Regions from separate parts of the Sus scrofa genome. Here region 1 is linked to region 2. A link is a contact called in public HiChIP or PLAC-seq data. All regions are on one chromosome and are shown on one strand. The core of a region is the stretch at or near the end of the contact, and the rest is flanking DNA. Distances in the headings are between cores, read along the strand shown.

The links. HiChIP or PLAC-seq counts read pairs in DNA pulled down with a chosen protein or histone mark.
Region 1: an H3K27ac HiChIP or PLAC-seq map of skeletal muscle shows a contact between it and region 2. The contact joins two enhancer-like sites. A contact is called at or near these places in 1 of 47 Hi-C or Micro-C datasets (heart right ventricle) and 1 of 2 datasets of contacts at active chromatin or transcription factors (skeletal muscle).

The regions. Positions count from the first base shown.
Region 1 is chr3:114,300,741-114,303,440 of Sscrofa11.1, forward strand. No RefSeq gene overlaps it. Among named protein-coding and RNA genes, the nearest start is that of ITSN2, 61 kb to the right of the region's middle. Within about 2 kb of position 1,296, at least 14 of the 83 cell types and tissues checked have an H3K27ac peak or open chromatin away from gene starts, as enhancers often do. A contact at or near this core is called in skeletal muscle, where this site is marked.
Region 2 is chr3:114,153,580-114,156,279 of Sscrofa11.1, forward strand. It overlaps a transcript of NCOA1 not described here. Among named protein-coding and RNA genes, the nearest start is that of NCOA1, 56 kb to the left of the region's middle. Within about 2 kb of position 1,317, at least 4 of the 83 cell types and tissues checked have an H3K27ac peak or open chromatin away from gene starts, as enhancers often do. A contact at or near this core is called in skeletal muscle, where this site is marked.

The DNA of each region.
Region 1 (2,700 bases), core at 46-2,545, 150 kb after region 2:
CCTACACCAGAACTCACGGCAACGCCGGATCGTTAACCCACTGAGCAAGGGCAGGGACCGAACCCGCAACCTCATGGTTCCTAGTCGGATTCGTTAACCACTGCGCCACGACGGGAACTCCTGATTTCTCAGTTTTAATTTCACATATCATACACATCAATAGACATAATCTAAACAAACAAAAGCTTTTTGGAGTCCTTGATAATTTTAACAATGTAAAAGAACTTTGAGAGCAAAACTTTGAAACTACTGCCCTAAAGAAAAAAAAAAAAATCTCCCTATGTTCCCCAAGAGACACGTGCAAGGTTATTTGCTGCAGCCATGTTTGTGATTTAAAAACATTTTTCTTGGGTGTGCTCCCTGGTGGCCTAGTGGTTAAGGAGTCAGTGCTGTCACCACTGTGGCATGGGTTCAGTCCCTGGCCTGGGAACTTTCACATGCCGTGGGTATGGCCCCCTGAAATTTTTTTTTATTAAAGTCTATCAATAAGGGAATAAACAGATTTCTATATAGTCATATAATAACATCTCTCTCTGAAATTAAAACGAAGTAGATTTACATGTACTAACGTAGATGATTTTGAAACATGTTGAAATTTTTAAATGTTGCAAAAGCAGAGGTACAGAGTGATAAACCATTTACATACATTTCAAAAACAGAGAGAAGGCTACTATTGCTTACGGCTATATCCCATTCGTAGAAAGAATATTCACCCTTGGAGGTGGATACACAGGAAGATACATACCAACCTTGGGATGCCAGTGGTGAGTGGAGCCAGAGAAAGCAGGGAAGATTCAAATGTGTATGTAAATTGTTCAGAAAAAGATGTGAATAAATACGGCACAAAGTTAGCATTTGCTACTTCGGGGCCATTGGTATTGTTCTGCACATTTCTGCTCATTTGAAACATTCCTCTGTTGAAATATACTTATTTTTAAAGGCCTCTGTGCATTTGCCTTCAGTTAGCAAAGAAAAATTCAACTGGCTGGTTCCCAGGGGAATACATTTCCTCCATCCGGGGCGGGACAGCCAGCTGCCCTGTTTTGCTGGCTGCTTATTGACCCTAATAGATGGCTTGGGATCTTCGAAGGGTAATGTCTTTTCTGTGTGCAAAGCTCTTGATCCTGGGTTCTCGGTCATAGCTGCAAAGGAAATTCTCCCTCAGATTTCTTACAGAACTCCTGCAGCTGTCAGGCAGGGCAAGAAGCCAGCATACCCAGAGAACAACTCGAGCAGCATCAGCACAGTTCCCGCTTGGGGCAGGACTCCCAGCACAAAGTATCCTGTTCCTTTTCCTTTTCCTTCTGAAGCCAGAGAGCAAGCCTTTGATTCATGTGGCGATGATATCATGTAGCCTGCTGGGTGTAGCTGGGCTCTAGGCGTGCATCTGGAAGGCACCTAATCCCCCTAGCACTCCCTGGAGCCTCCTGAGCCCCACTGGATAATTTCATGGTAGAGCTGAGATGACATTTTTACCTTTAAATTCATCCATTCAGCCCAGAGGCCACTTAGCTTCCCTGAATTTTTATTAAGAATACCCTCAGCAATAATTTTCAGACTTCATAGCCTCTGATAAAGAGGAAAGAGCTTGATATTCCGGTTTTGTTTCTGTTTGAAGAGTGTATCCCCAAAGGAATAGTATGTGTCCCAGATTCAACACAGCTGTTAATTAGAGCTGAGAACACTTGGTTGACCCCTGTGCGGCTAATTGCTAGAATTGAGAAGCGTCTCTAAGGGCCTCATATGATAACAACTGAAAATTGTACTGAGCATCACCTAACGCTTCTGGAAGCAGTTCAGGATGGGAAGCAATAGGCTCCCTGTGGTTCCAGGCGCAGAAGAGGCAGCTATGTGCTGAAGGAGCAGTATTAAGGATTCTCTTCAGTGATTAAACACCCACATTTCACTTTGGATGTGTGACTTGAGGCCGTGTGCTCGGAAGGTCTCATCAGAGAGCTCAGAAGTGTGCGGCAGAGCACGTGGCCCACTTGGGAGGACTTCAACCATCCTCAGACATCTCACCCCAGTGCTCCTGCCTCCACCACCTCCGGCCGGTGCTGTGGGACAGGGCATGAGACAACGCCTGTGGGGACCCTCAACCAGGTTCTGAGGCGCAGCTGGTGCAATTGGTCTGTTTCCCCATCTTAAAATGACACATCTAGCTCTTACGAGGAGAAACATGTATGGAAATCACCAGTTCCCAGTGGGACACACAAGAGTGGTGACTACCTCTCCTCCCCCGTTTGCTCTGTGGGCAGAGAAGACAGTGGAAATAACCAGAAACAGAAAGGAAGGCTGGCAGATAGAGAGGGCAAGAGCTGGGCCTGGTGGGAAAGAAGAGGAGATAACAGAGGCCAGAAAAGTAACGGGCAAGGTCAGAAAGATCGGGCAGGGGCGGTGAGGACATGGTTAGAGAGAAGTGGGGCGGCGAGGAGGAGGCCAGGGTGGAAGAGGAACACTGGAGAGACAGAAGAGAGCTGGATCCTTCTTCCCCAGGTCCAGGGAGTAAAATCCGCAGAGCTGACCATGTTTTGGCCTTCTCAGCCAAGAGGCCCAGAGCAGACCCCAGCTACTTTAGTGCTCTGGCTGACTCTACTCCCTCAGCCTGGCCCCGGGAATGTCGCCTGGAGCCAGCAGTGTAAGGAGAGACGTGTGATCCCTTTTCCAGGAGAGGTCCAAACCGTGGGTCCAATTCCAGGA
Region 2 (2,700 bases), core at 67-2,566:
ACCTGTGCTTTTCTTATCCACAGTCACACACCCTGCCTACCACATATCTAAACGCCACTATTAATTATTAAATTTTATTCAAGAGCTCTAAATTCTGTCTCTGCAATTAACTGACCCTGTGCTTAACTCACATCAATTCACCTCTACAGCTTTATGGTTATACTACTTAATTTTTCCATACCAACAGATTATACCTATCATAATTTATAGATCACATGGTATAATTTAGGCAATTATCTAAATTTGAGCAACTCATTAAATAATCATTCTACAAATAATCAGTGGTCACCTTTGTGCCAAGTACTCTTCTAGGTGTTAGAAATACAGAAGTAAGCAAAACAAAAATCCTTACTGTGGTGGCACTTATAATTTAGTAGAGGAAGACAGATGATAAATAAAACGAATAAGTAAACAAGACAGTATGTTAGAATATGGTAAGTACTATAGAGAAAAATAAATCAGGGAAGAAGTACAGGAATTGCTTTGAGCAGGAATTTGTTAGGCACTAAGGCAAATAAAGATAAATACCTGAGCCCCTGCCCTTGACCTGATCCACTTGAATAAACACAAATATAAGGAATTCTGGAAAAGACAAATAAACAAAGAACAATGGGAGCACATAGGAAAGAACCAGAAAGCAGAAAGAACTGAGCTGCAAACTAGATTTTGCTCTCTTACACACGTACACACAAGAGTAAGGACAGTATACCCTAATGATTATGAAAGTAGTTATCAGTATGCTTTTCCCATTTGCACTTCCTTCTCCTAACCTCCCTACTATTCTATAAGTAGCATCCATTTCCTTAGAGAAGCTTAGATATAAAAAGAGAAATATTTAATATTCTCCTTCCGAGTTAAAGAAAGGATTTTGCTGCAAGGTAAGTCTTAAAAGTCTGGTTTTTCCAAAGAAGGAAATTTTTTTAATACTAATATTTTTCTGACCAAGCCCGAAAGACTCAGATTTTAATTTCTTCCACTTTGTAGAGCAGATATCCCTTCACTCACGACAGCCAGAGCATAATGCCTACTACTAGGGTAGATGGAGGATAAACCCAGAGTAAATTAAAGCCTCAAATTCCTGATTCTGGCCAAAGGACTGTGGGATAAAGAAGTGAGACAGAGACAGGAGAAGCAAGTGATTAAACCAATATTCCCATTACTCTCTCCAGGTCAAGGCTGCAAAGGAAAGGAATATTTGAAGAAGTGAGGAAATCTGGGAGTTAGGAAGGCTTCTGCTTTGCTTCCTGTTGATATAGTGCAAAGTGACTGCCTTCCAGTAACATCCTACATACCCCCAACATACACACACCTGACCTCCACCGCCCTCTTATTACACACCTAGCACAAGCTGGAGATAGCCACATCAAAACATACATGCAGAAGCACAATCAGATTGAGGAGGGGTGTGAGATAAGCTCTGGGGTCTCCCTTATCTGCTATTTGCCATGGAAGGCTCTGGGAAATTACTGTGTACTCTAAAGTACTACAGGAAAGGTAATTTAAGATGCTGGATGGTGAAACTGCCAGAAGAGGTCACTGTGACAGGGGCAAAAATAGCTTCATAGCATAGCCCTGGAAAAGAGACCACCTGGCCAGGGAGCCAATGGGAAGCCCTAGCCAGATCTCAGGTTATCTGTGACACCTGGAAAGACAGCAATACATCCTGGGACCCAAGAGAACAGACCTCAAGTTACATCAGTTATGAACTTCAGCTTCAGATGTCTGAAGAATACCCAAGGTCAGTTCCAGTAGCACCACAGCAGTCACAATTTCAGGGAACAGCCTGACCAGTTACTTTAAAGGAGAGACCAGTGAGAAACCAGAGAAGACAGCACATGGACTGAGGGTCCTGGTATCCTTCTATGACTACGAGGTCACACAGGCACCCAGAGGTCTGCATTCTATTGTGGGAAGGTGTGAGAGAAGAGATGATATTTAAATGACCAGTATCCAAAAAGAGACTGAAATATCCAAAGAGATCAATTTAAATTATTAGATAAGACTCAGTTTACCAGAGTGGAGAAAAACTGGTACTCTTCTTCCAGTTACCCAGTGACGAAGGTTCATCAAAAGGAAGAGATGAGTTACAGAAAATTAAAGAAGCTATATTTTCTTTATAAACCTGAGTATGAGTAAGCAATGACCTTGCTAAGGATTTTATGATGTTTATTTTATGTGAGAAGTCAAAAAGAAATACTTCTTAGCACACTAGAAACCAACATCACTTTATTTTTCATTCTTTCTTTCTTTTTTTTTTTTTTTTGTCTTTTTGCTATTTCTTGGGCCGCTCCCTCGGCATATGGAGATTCCCAGGCTAGGGGTCTAATCGGAGCTATAGCTGCCAGCCTACTCCAGAGCCACAGCAATGCGGGATCCGAGCTGCGTCTTCGACTTACACCACAGCTCATGGCAACGCCGGATTCTTAACCTACTGAGCAAGGCCAGGGATCGAACCCGCAACCTCATGGTTCCTAGTCGGATTCATTAACCACTGTGCCATGACGGGAACTCCCACTTTATTTTTATTTTGTTTTATTTTATTTTATTTTGCTTTTTAGGGCTGCAACCGCAGCATATGGAGGTTCCCAGGCCAGGGGTCCAATTGGAGCTATAGCTTCTGGCCTATGCCACAGCCACCGCAACGCCAGATCCGAGCTCGTCTGTGACCTACACCACATCTCACAGCAACACTGGATTCTT